Linked DNA regions of Mus musculus: region 1 is linked to region 2. Evidence: chromatin contacts called from public HiChIP or PLAC-seq data. All regions are on one chromosome and are shown on one strand. Each heading gives the region's core, a stretch centred on a gene start, on an enhancer-like site or on the middle of the called end of the contact. The rest is flanking DNA. Distances are from core to core; before and after follow the strand shown.

Region 1 (2,859 bases), core at 110-2,609, 230 kb after region 2:
TTCGGGTCCAAGGGTAACTATACAAAGTCGTTCTACTGACTTCTATCGTGATTGGTTTCAAGGGCACAGAACATAACTATATAATCAATCTTAGCATTAGAAAGTTCCTTAGGAACAGCACAAACATGAGAAAGTTTCTTTATAATGGCAGGCTGTCCAGGTAACGGTTACCTAGGCCTTAACCTTCCATCTAGGCCTTAACAGTGGTCTCTTTCTTTGCAACCCAGAACTTATTTCTATTACCACAAGGGAACTGTGAGGCATGTACGTGGGAGATCAGATACAACACTAGGATCTGAGGCCCACAGCTCCAGTCTCTTAGCCTTGAGAACTTTAACCCCGAGTCTCCATTCAAATTGACTCCATTTTTCTCTAGACTCCCAATCACACAGCAAGTGTGGAGCTGAGCCGTGTCCTATGGATTTATAAGCCTCGTCCCAACAAGAAGAATAAACACCTGGGACCTAGGTGGGCGTGCCTGTGCACCTGGATCCTATTGCACAACTTCAGTTTTACAAGGCGAGTGGGGACAGCACTGCTTGTATCTACCTAGCAGAACTGTTTGCAATAAATACAAATCAAAATTTAAGTGTAAACAGTCCTAGCTTAGTTTACACAGTAGAATTTAACGACGAAAATGACCATTGGCTCTTACCGGGTTTCAGAGGCATTTGGACAATTTCCACTGGACCTTACTCGGTCGTTTATTCAAGAAGTCTTTGCTGCGCCTTTCCTTTGACTTAATGTGATGACTATGGGTCCCAGGGAGCTCAGGCTGAAATTGGGAGACAGTCGCGCGGTTCAAAATGCAACGCCACTTCACTCGAATGGATCAGAATTTTACAGACACTCTCGAGCCTCTTAAGTCAGATCTGAGACTACAGCTCCTGGATCCCCAACCAAAGGAATCTTTCATCTTCCCATTAGCCTGTACCCTCAACTCATCAGGAAAGCCCTTTAAGCAGGAAACCTTGAAAGTGAGCAGCGCATAGTAATGTATGGCTCGGGGAACAGATGGCCGGCGGAGTAAAGCACTTTTTAAGGGCCTCCGCGCCAAGCAACGCGGTCATTCGGTGCGCCAGCTTTTCGGAGCCAATCGCAGGCACGAGCGGTGACGTCACCACTGGGGCGCGCCTGACCGGCACACATGCGCCGGGTTACCTGCCACCAGGCAGTAGGCTGAAGTCTCCTGTGCGCGCCAACAGCAGTGGACGCGGTTGGAACCACTGAATGAATGGATACTCTTGACGATCCGAGGGAAACGGCGGGCGAAGACCAAGCCCTGACACCCTCCATTCCCTTTGAACAAGGAAGGAGGTCGTTCACTACTGAACAAGCGCAGGACTGAGGGCCAAACAGGAAGCTGTAGTACTAGTGCCTTCACTGATTGGCCCAGGCTCTGTCACTTACTTGTACTGAGCCAATGAGTGCCAAGCCTGGACTCCAGCCTCTAAGAAACCGGTGTTCCTAGCCATATAGGGAATCTATTTGAGTCCTGTTTCTCCTTCAACCTGGCAGAGTTACAGAAAAATGTATTTTCCCCGAGGGAAGCGCACACTGACCCCAAATTCCAAACACAGACTGGGTAGAGATCACAGAAAACTCACAATATCATGACAAATGTATCCAAGGACCAGCATAAAAAAACGACACTGAAAAAAAAAAAAAAAAAAAAAGCTGGGCAGTGGTGGCGCACGCCTTTAATCCCAGCATTCGGGAGGCACAGGCAGGCGGATTTCTGAGTTCGAGGCCAGCCTGGTCTACAAAGTGAGCTCCAGGACAGCCAGGGCTATACAGAGAAACCCTGTCTCGAAAAAAAACCAAAAAAAAAAAAAAAAAGAAAGAAAGAAAAAGAAAAAACCAACCAAACAAACAAACAAAAAAAAAAAAAAAAAAAAAGACACTGAAATTTGATCAGCTTCCTAAGCTTTAGGCTAACTCACCAGGATTTAGAAAGAAACCAGCGTGGGTGTTGGCACTTGTAATTCCTACAACTCTTAACGGTTGAGAAAGGATTATCAGTTTGAAGCCAGCCTGTCCTACCCATATTAAGGCCTTGTCTACAAAGGTTCTCCATGGGCCCACTGGCTTCCTTCTGTTACAGCAACAGCGCTCTACAGCACACTTTGCTGATGTCCAGCTGTTGCTCCTGAGTGTCCCACCCTCAGCAGCCCCGCCTACAACAACAAACAGATGCTTTAGTTCCACAGAATTTATTAGCGGGGTGAGCCTGCTGGCAGGCTCTGATGATGCTCCCAGCATGTGAGGATGCTGTTGTGTCCTTCCTTCTTGATGCCCATAATCCTCAGGCTTGAATGGGATGTACGTCCCCCAGCCTCAGCTCTCTACAGTACAGACAGGGCCCTCCTGAGTGCTGGCAGGGCAGGGCTGTATGCTGTGTGTCCTGAGAACACCAAAGTGCAACTGTGGCAGCTGTGGAGGCGAGGCAAGTATCGAGCATCCCAGTGCTGACTCAGAGCTGTGAAGGGTGACAGATGCGTGAGCTGTGGGCCCCGGGCCGATCGTCACTCTCCGTCCTGGTTGGGTTGGATGAGTCTATATTCCACTGCTTTCTCCAGGCAGGCTGCGGCAGCCCTGGTGACTGGGCTCTCCTCGCCCTTGGCCAACACTGACAGGATCTCCAGGACCTCACTCTCCATCAGGGTGCCGGCGATCTCCTTCGAAGACTGCATCATGTTCAGCACCACCACGGTGCCCCGGTGCTGCAGCTCCTGGTTGGGGCTGAGGAGCAGGGCCTGCAAGATCTCCAGCCAGTGTGTGGTCTGTAGGAAACGGGCGGATGTGAAGACTGGCAGAAACCACATCTACGCTCTAGGAACTCCCCGACACAACAGCCAT
Region 2 (3,006 bases), core at 189-2,688:
GCTCAGCAACTGTCTCTAACTCTAGTTCTAGGGTCTCCAATGCCCTCTTCTGACTTCAGTGGACCCTGTATGTACATGGCACACAGATATACAAACAGGCAAGATACCCCATAAAAATACTAAAATAGTCTTTAAACTGGAGGCTAGGGCTGTGGATCAGGCTTGCTGGGTAAAGTACTTGCCTACTATTCAGGAGACCACCCTGGGTTTGATACCCAGCCCTACATACTCAGTGTTGTGATACTGCCCATGATAACTGCATCCAGGAGGTGGAGACTGGAGGCTAAGAAGTTCAAGGTCATCCTTAATTCTATAGAAATTTGAGGCGAGTCTCGGATACACAAAACCATGTCTTTTAAAAAAAAAAGAAAAAAAGGCAGGCAATGGGGATGAGAATTCAGCTTAAGATCTTACTGATGGGGGCTGGAGAGATGGCTCAGAGGTTAAGAGCACCGACTGCTCTTCCAAAGGTTCTGAGTTCAAATCCCAGCAACCACATGGTGACTCACAACCATCCGTAATGAGATCTGACACCCCCTTCAGGTGAGTCTGAAGACAGCTACTAAATAAATCAAAAAAAAAATCTTACTGATAAAATGCTTGCTAAACTCAATTCCCAGCACTGACAACAACCAACTCCAGATACAGAGAACTGACTGCATTATCAAAGTTACCCTAATCTCCAGCAGGACCAAACAAGCAGAAAGAGAAGTCACTGACTGCACAGCGACAGTGCTTTCCATTGAGTGTATATGGGCTTTGGAACAACATTTCCACATCACTTTTCTAGTTGTGCCAAAGGAGAAACCTGAAGGATGGGAACAGGGGATCCCGGACACACAGAGACCTAGGCAAGCCTGAGCGGGCTTGCAAAGCAGAGACTGGGGGATCTGTTTCTAGTGTATAACCTATAACAGGGCAAATGAGCCTGAGCACAGTCGCATAGGCCCTTAATCCCTGCCTTGGGAAGCAGAGAGGTAGACCTTCGTGACTAGAAGACCAGCCTGACCCATAAAGTTCCAAACCAGCTAGAACTGCGTGCTGATGAGGCCTCGTCTCAGCTAAGTTGGTACCAGGATGAAGTTGGGATGCAGAGGTAGAATGCTTGCTTAGTGTACACAAAGCTCGAGGTTGGAGTGTCAGCACTATAAGAGGTGAAAGGTGCATGTGTTATTATAACAAGTATCTACAACATCACAGAATGACAATTCCCTAGATGGAGAAACGGGATCACCTTAGGAGATTCTATGTGAGTCTCTGCCCTTAGGCCCCAGCTAGCTCCACTGGCTCAGCAGCAGACACTGCACGCAACTTTGTGAGGAAGCCAGGGCCTCACCCCCAAAGTCTGGCAACTCAGGCAGCCAGTGAAGAATGCAGGAGGCCCACAGGCTGCCTCGTTCCCTCTCATGAGAAGCAACCCCCTGGCTGACCTATTAACAGCCTGAGGCACCCCAACCCTGTCCCTGGGGGATCCTACCAGCTGCTCCCTCCCACTCGGGGACAAACACATCAAGACAGTTTTGCGAAGAGCTTTTTAGTAGCTAAATATGGCACCATGTGATTCCAGAGCAATATAAATTACAGTATGCAGAACACTGACTGTCTGAGGTAAAGCACACGTTCCTGCCTCATGTCCACCGTGAGGGAAAATGCTCATATACTTTAAAAAACATCTCCATCATATATATATGTAAAAAAATGTCCCCTAGAAAGGCCACCAGAGAGGGGCTGTGAGGCCCACCCTCTGCCATGTACAGAGTACCCACTGGAGCTGAGTAGTGTCCACCCCTACTGCTTGCCCAGAGCTCTGTCCAGGTTGCTCTTAATGGTGTCCAGGAAGTCTGTGGTGTTCAGGAAGTGCTCGTTCAGCTTCACACTGCCGAGAGAACATCAGGGGAGACTCAGGCCTCCTGGAGGCCATCAACCAAGCCATTCCCAGGCTCATTAGACCTCAGGCCACCAGGCCCAGGTCCAAGTTTGCTAGTAGCCCACTGCTAGAGGGTCACAATAAATTTGGCAGAAAGTTTAAAGTAACAAGCTACCGGGCACAGGCCTCATAAAAGAAGCTGGGGAAAGGTTTAAGGAGGAGAGCAGAGGAACTAAGCAACTGCCAGAGGGCACCAACTCAGACCTGGTCAAGGAAGGCTTGGCCTGAGCCATTTCTCAGGACTTGTCCTGCCCCAGACCCCAGGCAGCTCTACCCACTCATGAGAGAGACTCTTGGGGGGGGGGGGTTCCCCCTGGCTTCCTCCCACCTGCTGGGGTCTCAAGCCCTGTTTCCCAAAGCACACACTTGCTGAGGCCATGGATACAGCCAGCCAGGTCCTTGGTCATCGCTCCGCTCTCCACAGTCTGCACGCACACCTTCTCCAGCGTCTGTGCAAACCTGCGGGGGATGCGGCAGAGTGAGGCCCCGGCATGCTGGGCAGAACTGTGGGCTGCACCTGCTCAAGCCCTCCCCATGAGCTCACCTGATAAGGTCCTGGTTCCCATCCAGCTTCCCACGATGCTCCAGACCCCGTGTCCAGGCAAAGATGCTGGCAATAGGGTTGGTACTGGTGGGCCGGCCCTGGGGACAGGCCACAGGATCAGCTGAGCACCAGACACAGCTATCTACCTCCAGACCGGCAGACCGGGTTCATCCTCCCGGTCATCAGGGCCAGTGGGCTATGGACCTTGAAATGCACACATTTACCTTCTGGTGTTCTCGGTAATGGCGGGTGACTGTCCCATGAGCAGCCTCAGCCTCAATTGTCTTCCCATCAGGGCAGACCAGCACAGATGTCATCAGGCCGAGGGAGCCAAAGCCTGGCGGGGAGGGACAGATCTCTCCTCAGAGCCATGCTTCAGCTCAGAACCCTTCAGCTTAGACTCCACGCCACTGTCACCTCTGTGTGTTCCCTTTCCAGACCCCATAGCCTGAGGCGGTCAGTCTGAAGCCCCCTGGAAGGCCATTTCAGGAAGAAATAAGCCGCCATCAGCAATTTTGCAAGCCTCCCTGTTTCT

Evidence for each region. HiChIP or PLAC-seq counts read pairs in DNA pulled down with a chosen protein or histone mark.
Region 1: an H3K4me3 HiChIP or PLAC-seq map of pro-B cells shows a contact between it and region 2, with 4 times the contacts expected there. The contact joins the promoter of Rccd1 here to the enhancer-like site in region 2. A contact is called at or near these places in 4 of 39 promoter capture datasets (the C10 cell line, the HPC-7 cell line and embryonic stem cells), 7 of 115 datasets of contacts at active chromatin or transcription factors (astrocytes, embryonic stem cells, large pre-B cells and 2 more) and 3 of 9 other capture datasets (adipose tissue, embryonic stem cells and liver).

Annotation. Positions count from the first base shown.
Region 1 is chr7:80,323,095-80,325,953 of GRCm38.p6, forward strand. It overlaps Rccd1 (RCC1 domain containing 1), which reads right to left and starts at 1,360. Exons shown (of 9, transcript NM_173445.4): 1 at 656-1,360. Unc45a (unc-45 myosin chaperone A) reads right to left here. Exons shown (of 20, transcript NM_133952.2): 20 at 2,198-2,783. The coding sequence ends at 2,526.
Region 2 is chr7:80,093,328-80,096,333 of GRCm38.p6, forward strand. Idh2 (isocitrate dehydrogenase 2 (NADP+), mitochondrial) reads right to left here. Exons shown (of 11, transcript NM_173011.2): 8 at 2,696-2,808; 9 at 2,472-2,569; 10 at 2,294-2,386; 11 at 1,519-1,876. The coding sequence ends at 1,789. Among named protein-coding and RNA genes, the nearest start is that of Gm21057, 20 kb to the left of the region's middle. Within about 2 kb of position 1,439, at least 10 of the 459 cell types and tissues checked have an H3K27ac peak or open chromatin away from gene starts, as enhancers often do. A contact at or near this core is called in pro-B cells, where this site is marked.